Regions from separate parts of the Gossypium hirsutum genome. Here region 1 is linked to region 2. Evidence: chromatin contacts called from public Hi-C data. All regions are on one chromosome and are shown on one strand. Each heading gives the region's core, a stretch centred on a gene start, on an enhancer-like site or on the middle of the called end of the contact. The rest is flanking DNA. Distances are from core to core; before and after follow the strand shown. Region 1 has its middle 40 kb from the start of LOC107911450. Region 2 holds the start of LOC107913689 (probable trehalose-phosphate phosphatase J).

Region 1 (4,997 bases), core at 1,062-3,561, 230 kb before region 2:
ACCCTTTGAAGAAACATCTTAAGATGATGATTATATAGCATTGTTTTACATTAGGCTTATAACAGTCAAAACAAGAGAATGGGTACGTGCACATGAGAATTGAGTCTGGAACCTTAATTCAACTCAAATGGGTTGACCCCCATAAGAATGCCGTTTTATTTTATTTTGTCACTTTATTCAAATTAGATTCCTTCATTTTTTCTCAGATTTTTCTGCGAAGTATTCTTAAGGATAGTAATTCCACGCCTCAAGCGACAACTACCAATTCTTAACCTTCACTTTTACAACACTATTTAAGTGAATTGTGATGTGTATGTTGTATAGTTGAAGAAATAAGATTCTTATGTGTGGGTGGATATGATTTTGATTTTCAAATGGCACATATCTACAAGCATTTTAGGTGCTCCATATATACAAAAATATCTAACTAATATTAATCTATTCAAAATTTCTTTACTAGGTTAATGTAATTTTTTTCTTAATAAAATGATGATTCGAATCCAAAATATTTATGAAGTAGATGAATTTCTAATTAATAAGTTGTAACTTGGGTTGAATGTAATATATTTTAATACAGTAATTACATTGGCTTGATGGTTAAAGTGTTTATTTGTTGTTAAGGTTTTGGACTCCACTTATAATTTAATATATATATATCAACACCTGCGTCCGATGCATGGCATATATATCTATTGTATATAGATAAATGAGGATAAACACATAAAGTCATCATTAAATCACTTTTAAAAAAAGCATCAGAAAACACCAAGTAATCAATTTTTTTTTTACTTTGCACGTGTGTTTCATTGTTGGGAACTGAAGGCTTTCCAAATTGATCCCAACAGGCCCACTAAAATAACCATCCGAATATTGTGCAAGCTCATGTTATGGCACTTGTTGCAAATGCATTAGAGAAGCCGTCCTTTTCACGGTCCTTGAAAAGAAAAGAAAAAATTGATAATAGTAATAATAATATATCCAAAATGAGTTAAAAACACAACTTTCGTATTAAATTTCAATAGAGGTGACAAAACACACTCAACTTAAAAATTCTTTTATACCAATTTGAGTTTATAATAATCTAAGTTTGAAAAAAATTTAAATTCCTAATAATTTAAGTATGAGAAAAATTCAAACTCAAGAAAGTTCAAACTCAAGAAAATTTGAGTTTAAAATAACTTGAGCTTGAGGTTGACCTGGGCCCAAGATTGATCTGAGCTCAAGCATGAGATAGATCTGATTTAAAATTTGAAAAAGTTCAAATTTATAATGAAACAAACATCAATAATTAAGTTAAAATATATAATAAGTTATTGCACTTTTTATAAATTTGGAATTTAGTTCATATAATTTTATTTTCAAGAATTTAGTCTTTTTATTTTTTAATTTTTTAAATTCAAGTCCAGTTATTAATACTATTAATTTTTTTGTTAAGCTTATTGATGTGACATTCATAATTAGGTTAAAATATGTCACATTAACATACTTGTCTAGGTTGCATGCCACATGTTAGTTTCACATTGATTTTGTCAGTCACGTAAGCATCTATTAACAATTAGATTGGTCAATGAGAGTTTTCATTATCCAAAGGGCCTGGATGAGTTCTTTCTTTTCTTTTCTTTTCTTTTTTATTAAAGGCTCAATTTAGTGCATTCTTGTGAGGGTTTAATTGATTTTTTTTGCTAAGGATATTTTTACCCTTAAACCTAAATATACTAAATATTTTTTAATATTCAAAATTTAATAATAAAATAACAATGTTTCAAACCTTAATTTAGTAATATAATAAATAATAAAAATCATTTTTGTCAATTCTAATGTTTTTCAAACTCGTGACTTATATATATTAGATAATAATTCAAATAAATAAAAAGTTATATACATATCATATAATATGATTAATTATGTTTGTAAAATTATTATATATTATATAATCATAAACATTACATATAATAAATACTATGTTATATACAATATTTATATTAAAATAAAAATTTATATAAAATATTTCCTTTATATGAATCGAATTTGTATTATATTATCATTATGTAAAAGTAAATTTAATTATTACGTTTGAAACATAATTTATAGAATATCAAAATTATTTAAATTTGACTAAACTCACCCAACTCACCAATCTGAATTTGAGAAAATTCAAGACCGGAAAAATCTAAAACCAAAAGGGCCCAAGTTTGAGAAAACTCTAGCTTAAAAAAGTCTAAACCTAATAAAAGTCCAAGCCCAAAAAAACCCTAGATAGAGAATATAGCTGATCCAAATCCAAAATAATTTAAGTCTAAAATAATTCAAATACAAAGATAGTCCAACCTGAGCCCATCCAAACCATCTTCTTTGCCATCTCTAAATTTAAGAACGAATCCAATGGAAACAAATTTAAAATTTTTCATTAAGTTCTGAAAAAATACAGTGTCTACATTTATATTTTATAATTAAAATTAAATAAATACTTTTATTTATTTAATTTGAATTCTAGTTAGACCAAGCTAACCCAAGTTGATTTCCTTGTCTAAACACAACCCATAAACAAGTATAAATATAACTAAATGATAATTTAAAATAGCATTTTAATAAATTAACAATTTTATATGTTACTATTAAATATTATCCATTTAAATATTTATATTAAAAATAATTTTAACAATATTATTTTTTAAATATTAATATACAACCATTTTTTAATATTTTAAAGATTGGATTCGAAGTTGAAATCTCAACAAACAAAGTTATAAAAGTTTATTAAAATTATTGTAAAGGGATTAAATATGTATTTCCATAAAAGTACAGAGGTTAAAAACATCATTTGACCTCCTACGTATTGTAGTCGGTATTATACTTGTAGTACGTACTATTTTCGGTCAAAATTTTAGTGTGTTTTGATCATTTCGATATATTTAGGCCAATATCGATGTGTACCGACCTGTATCTATTGATACAAAATTTTGATATTTTAAACCAACTTTTAAATGTTTTTCTTAACCATTTTATATTTTCTATAATTATATACCTAATTAATAAATTTAAAACTTATATTTAGATATAAATATATTTATATGGATGTAGTTGAGATACATTTACATGTATATATAATATATAATTTATTTATTTTTACCAAAATAATATATAATTTAAATAAATATTAGACTACAAATGTATATGTAAAACATATTTAAATAAATAATTTATCAAGAAATTAAAAATTAAATTATCTATATGTGTGAAAAATATATTTAAAAGCATCAACAAATCCGAAACCATACACCAAAACATGCCTACGATCTAAAATAAAAATAATATATCTACTGACACAATATTGAGTAATTTACTCCTATATTTTAAGCCAAAAAAAAAAATCCAAATATCTATGTAAAAAAATTTGTTGACCAAGTTCACCACATCAACAAGGCGAATGTTAAGTAGACAGGTCAATTTCCAAAATCATGAGATATAAGGATCAGCATTACTCTAAAGGGACTAATTCTACGACCTAAATAAAGTAAAGAAATTATTCATATGATTTGACGAGCTTTTATTGAATTAATTTGCAGCAAATATGGTTTCACCCAACTTACTAGACAACTCTAAATTATATAAACTTTCTAGTAACTTCGGACTAATAATCCATGTAAATTCTGATTGTTTCGATAGAAAATCTTGTAATTTTATTAAAAAATAATTAAGATAGACAAAATTAAAAATAAGTTCTCATTTTTAATTATTTATATACTAAATTTACACATTTTTGCCAAATTTGAAGTAGTTTGGTACAAAAGGAGAAAAGACAATCTTGAAGCTGTTATAAAATAAATAGACAGAGAGTAAAGAATAAAAAAATGGGAGAGCAAAAGACAAAGCATATTTTATTGATCAATCGGAATATTTACAAAGCTTTTCCAAAGTCTTTATTTATAGGCATAAGAAGTATAAATGAAGTAGAGAACTAGTAATTACTAGTAGAGTTTTAAGTACATCAAAATTTATCTTGATCTTGATGGACATCCATTTAATAAAATATTCATAACACTCCTCATTGGATGTCCATTTGTAAATAATGTGTCTCGTTAAAACCTTACTAAGATAAAAACCCTATGGGAAAAAAATTTCTAGTGAAGGAAAAAAGTACACATATTTATAATATGCATAATATGCTGCATCATTAAAAACCTACCAAGAAAACTCAATGGAACAAAACTTCGGTTAAGGGAAAAAGAGTACAATGTGTATTTACTCCCCTCATGAAAACATCATATACTTTATCATATTCTACGTATTCAATTTTGAATACTAGTTTTTCAAATAACTATTTAAATGTATTTGCTAAGCATTTATATCACCATTCTTTTGAAAGTCATGAGTGAGGGAAAATTTGGGGGAAATATATTTTGATCTCTTCAAGAATAAAGAGTTTGAACAACAACCATAGCAAATTTTAATAATGATTCTTCTATAAAAACACAAATAGGTATTTTGGATCATTTTTTATCCTCCTTCAACTATTATTCACTAGTCAAATTTACCACATATGTTCAAATTATTTCAATTCATATAAATGAACAATTTTTCGAGAATTTCAATATGCTTCTAGCATTCTAAATCATTTAAGGATTTTAATATAAACTTTACTATATAGTGATTCATAAAAGGTTGTAAGAACAACGATTAGACACAAGTTAAATCTTTTACGAATTGTCAATTTAATAATATATCTAAAATTTATTGCATCCACCATAAAAAAATATTATATCTTTTCATAATCAATACCAGGACTTAGCGAAAACTTCATATTTTTATTCCGCTTTTGCAAAACTATTTCATTTGTACCCTCATTGACTTTATACTTTTAGATATTTGTGACTACTGGTCCAAAAACTTCACAAATTTAAGTGTACTTGAGTTACGCTTTTCTATTTTGAATAATCTATTCCATATCTATATTTCTCAATAGATTTATTCAAGATTCTCATTTTATTTCATTATTT
Region 2 (4,895 bases), core at 442-2,941:
TCATCTAAAGAATCGAAGATTAACTCAAACAATGTTGGTGAAAAGTTGACTTTATAATATAAATGACATGTACCTAGGCTTGTCTATATATATACAATGTTGTGTTGTAAACTGAATTTAAATATTTTCGTTATGTTTTCTTTGCTAGTATTTTATAATTTTTGTTTTAATGAAATAGTAAAGCATAGAAACCTAGTTTATTGGTATGTTTCGAAAAATCTAAGTGTTGGGAATTGATTTGGGAGATGATTTAAATGTTGATATATTGTGAAATCTAAATTTTGCAAGGGTTTTTTTTTAACATAAAATAGGCAAAAATGCTGCAAAAATTTTTATAAAATAATTTTACCATTATGTTTCCATTTTGATAAAGTAAGATAGAAAAGTAAGTTGTTTCGGCAACAGAATATAATATTTTATATTTGGATCCAACAACTGGGTCACATAGAAACTAAATTTGCAACTTACATATAGTGCATGGCCTAATAGCATAATTTAACCAAATAGTTAATATTTAATTAAAAGAAAACCGGCTGCCTAGCAAAAAGAAAAAGAAACGGTCCGAATATTCCAAAACTCCAAATATGGAATATTTATCTTAAAAGTACGCATAATTTGAGTATAATTCAGTTCACTTAGCACAACAACATCCCTAGATAAAATATGTAGAAGAAAGCAAAGTGTTGTTTGTAGACTTGGACCGTTTACATTGATTGCTGATTATGGGATTTGACTTCGATTCTCCAATCTTTCTATTTCAGATATATTGTCGTGAATTACCAAAATTTTTTAACTTAATTAAGAAATAAAAGAACCACAGCGAATTAAGAAAATTTTAATATAAGAATCTCTTATACAGAATATGAGATTCAAAACATCTTCCAGTCAAAGGGGTTGGAGAATCAATTCCCCGTTTCTTGAATTAAACATGATTGTTTGATTAGATTAAACCGATGTTAGGAAATTTCTTTATGAATCTCAAATTATTATGTTGAAATTAATCGACAATTGTTGAACAAGTTGAGTAAGCGAGGGATATATAGAATCTCGTACCGTAAATCACATCCTTGGCATGCAAGTAATGGTAATCGACTGATGCTTCCACTTACAGAAACAAAAGAGCAGAGAAAATGAGGATAAACTATAAACAATAATTAATTAATTAAATGAGCCCCAACATTGGGCAGAGCTGGGCACTGTTCTGTCTCAATTTTCAAGACTGGACTAGATTCAGCCAATAGAAACACAACAATAATTTTCTATTGGATCAAATTAGATATACTGACTAGCTTCATGTGAAGTTTTAAAGAGGATTTATTTATTAATAAAACTTTTGCATAGAGAACTAAAGAACAGACCTAACAAGCTAAATGATGCGATTTGGTGAGCACAGGTGGCACAAACCCATATGATGCGAGCCATCCAAGGCTATGGTCCATGGCATAACTGCTAGCAGCCTGTTAAAACTGCCTTTTTACTTCACACTGCTAAGGCTAAAGACGGCTGTTTCAACAAAGGCATGGGATTTGGATTGTGGGACCACGTGGCGGTGGAGCCCCTTAAAGCAAAAACTCAGGATATGGTCATGGAGGACGGTGGGTCCCACATTTAGGAGAGAGGCATAGTTAGTTTGTTTCGTCGCTTTGTGTCTGGTTTGCTATAAAATGGGCTTTCAATCCCCTTCTGTCTCTCTCACATACATTCTCTTCTTCATATTTCTCTGCCTATTCTTCCTTTGAGTACTCTGTATACTCCTCTGTTTCAAATCTCCTCCTCCTCCTCCTCCTCTTTACCTTCACATTAACATCTTAACACTTGGTTCTTTTTAGACGCCATAATATCCACAAATGGGTAAGTTCTTTATTGTTGTTATTCTGTATTTTGGGGACCTATTGAGAACTGTGGACTTTTTAGTTTTTAAGGTAGCTTTTTACTAAAAATGCTTTGTTTTGTTATAGTGAGTTTCTTAGAAGAGAGAGCAAAGAATATGGGTGGTGGTGGTCAAAATATAATGACTGATGCAAAATCTGTCCTCAACATGTCAATCACAGTGACAGTATCAGCTCAAAAGCCGCCAGCACCTCATGGTTATATCTCCATTTCAACAAAGAGGTTGCTGCACAACCTTGAAATCAATGCTGGGGCAAGAGCTAGTGTATGGGTTGATTCCATGAGAGCTTCTTCACCAACTCATAAAAAATCCACACCTAATGATCAAGGTTCCTGGAATGTAAGTTCTAAAGCTATTCAACCCTTCAACAAAAAGTGGGTTTGCTCTTTCTTCAACCCAACAAAGATTCTGATTTGTTTTGTAGCTACACCATCCATCTGCCCTGGAGATGTTTGAGCAGATAATAGATGCATCGAAAGGGAAACAAATAGTAATGTTTCTGGACTACGATGGCACACTTTCACCAATTGTTGAGGATCCAGATCGAGCTTTCATGTCCAACAAGGTTGCCTATTTGTCTTATATAAAACTATGGTTAACCTTTGTATAACCCTTTTGGGTATTTTCATCAATACTTAACTTTTTCATGCTTATGTACACCAGATGAGAAGGACAGTGAGAAAGCTAGCAAAGTGTTTTCCTACTGCCATAGTTAGTGGCAGATGCAGAGACAAGGTACATTTCCAGGCCACAAATTTTATTCTAAAAAAAAACGCCCAACTTTTTTCCCCCGAACTTGAATATATTTTTTCATTTTTTTTTGCAAAATTGTAGGTGTATAAATTTGTGAAATTAGCTGAACTGTACTACGCTGGAAGTCATGGCATGGACATTAAAGGGCCAAAGAAACGTTCCAAAACTGACAAAGTGACAGAACATGTTCTTTTCCAACCAGCAAATGAATTTCTTCCCATGATTGACGAGGTTTACAAACAATTGGTTGAGACCACCAAATCAACTCCAGGAGCTAAGGTGGAGAACAACAAGTTCTGTCTCTCTGTACACTTCCGTTGTGTTGATGAAAAGGTAATAAAAAAAGCCAAATTACTATTATTAACTTAGAATTATTCCGACTATTTTATTGGCACTTGACCCTTTGCTTCAAAACAACAGAAATGGAGTGAACTGGCACAACAGGTTAATTCAGTTTTAAAGGAGTACCCCAAGCTACGACTAACTCAAGGTAGAAAGGTTCTTGAAATCCGTCCTACTATTAAATGGGACAAAGGGAAAGCCCTTGAAATTTTATTAGAATCTCTTGGTAAGTTGTTTTTTTTTTTAAATATAAATAATATTTGATGTATTGACGGGAGTATGTGTACTAACAGTTATTATAAACATCTTTTTATAGGATTCGCTAACTGTACTGATGTTTTCCCTGTCTATATCGGAGATGATCGCACAGATGAAGATGCATTTAAGGTATCCAATGCTCAAAATTAAGGGCAAGGCATGTCTTTGCTTTATTAAACTTGTAGATCTTGTGCTAACAGTTGTGTTTTTTTCCCATTGTTATTAGATATTGAGAGACAGAGGACAAGGTTTCGGAATTCTTGTCTCAAAGTACCCCAAAGACACCAATGCATCATATTCTTTACAAGAACCAGATGAGGTAAGTTCCAAAACTAGCACAAACAAGTATTATTTTATTTTTGTTTTGGTAACTTGATCATAATCTTTCCTTTCTTGCAGGTTATGGATTTTTTACAGCGTCTGGTTGAATGGAAACAATTATCTATGGGAGCTTAATCCAAAATTTAAAAATTAGGAAGATATGGAAAAATATTTGTCCACCCTAGCAAACGGAAATATAAAGGGTTGGGACGAGATTATGTAGTAAATTCTTGTTCAAGATAAAGAAAAATGAACAAGAAAAAAAAAAGAATATATATATATATAATACATGTATTGTATCTCTAGGCTTGAAGGCCTTGCACATCTTGTAACTAGCATGGTACAAGGGTAATGACTTGTAGCTTCATAATTCGTCTATTATGCATAGAAATGTTACTCTCCTTGTTTCTCTCTTTATCCCTCTTATTAACAAAAGCAAAGTTTACGTTGCTTTGGTTCTTCATTTAATCTTTTAAATATTTATGTTGGATATATATTCAAATATAAGTATTGAGAAATGATTCAGCAATTATAATGTCAAGTCTAAAAACTGATTGAACATACTCATATCTAATGTTTACTTACATTGGACGATAACACTTGAATACGAATAACATAAAAAACAAAACTATCTCATTTTCACTATATTGATGAATATAAAGTTTTCTCGTGGAAGGGAATTATAATATTAAGCATATTCATTGAAAATTGATTTAAAAAGTCTGATGCGCTACTTAACACTTAAATTTCAGGTACTCAGCATATGCATCTGCAAATTTAATTTTAAGTTATTGCTTTTGTTTTTGTTAACTCAAAATAAAAAGCTAAGCCTATGCTTATGCTTGTGCTTTTAACTTTAATCTAATTTCCTTTTTGGGCCAAATTTCTCAGCTATTATCCAACCTTGTCTGTGAATAAGTTCATTTTTTTTTTAAATTTTTTCTATAAAGAATGCTGCCTTTGTCACTTCATTAGCGGACAGACAGTTTGGTATTTAACTGAATGGACACTGTAAAAGGACTAACTGAGGGTGGAGAAGATTTAGTCTCTTGAAAGTGAAAGAATTTGATAAAAACATGATGTATTTGGAATATAAAACAAAAATATATATAATTCTTGATACAAAGGTAATATGGAGGAGGGTACAGTGGTGCTGATGGAGGCCGTTTCACCCAATCGGGGCAGAGTGTTGGAAGTTATAGAGACTGGAGGTGAAGAAAGTATGAAGGTTAAGTGCTGAAGGTAAGTTGACAGAGTATAGGCAAGTATATTCAAGAGCTGATCCTCTCTTCACCGTTTAGGGGCTCTTTATAGGTGAGGTTCGGTGCAG

What was found. A called contact is a pair of places that touch in the nucleus more often than the background predicts.
Region 1: a Hi-C map of leaf shows a contact between it and region 2, with 1.8 times the contacts expected there. The contact joins the enhancer-like site here to the promoter of LOC107913689 in region 2. A contact is called at or near these places in 4 of 34 Hi-C or Micro-C datasets (fibers and leaf).

What each region holds. Positions count from the first base shown.
Region 1 is chrD11:36,508,690-36,513,686 of Gossypium_hirsutum_v2.1, reverse strand. No RefSeq gene overlaps it. Among protein-coding and RNA genes, the nearest start is that of LOC107911450, 40 kb to the right of the region's middle. Within about 2 kb of position 2,311, at least 1 of the 9 cell types and tissues checked has an H3K27ac peak or open chromatin away from gene starts, as enhancers often do. A contact at or near this core is called in leaf, where this site is marked.
Region 2 is chrD11:36,282,419-36,287,313 of Gossypium_hirsutum_v2.1, reverse strand. LOC107913689 (probable trehalose-phosphate phosphatase J) reads left to right here and starts at 1,691. Exons shown (of 9, transcript XM_016842348.2): 1 at 1,691-1,851; 2 at 2,052-2,230; 3 at 2,316-2,456; 4 at 2,555-2,626; 5 at 2,726-2,977; 6 at 3,065-3,212; 7 at 3,303-3,373; 8 at 3,471-3,563; 9 at 3,644-3,965. The coding sequence starts at 1,848. The coding sequence ends at 3,700.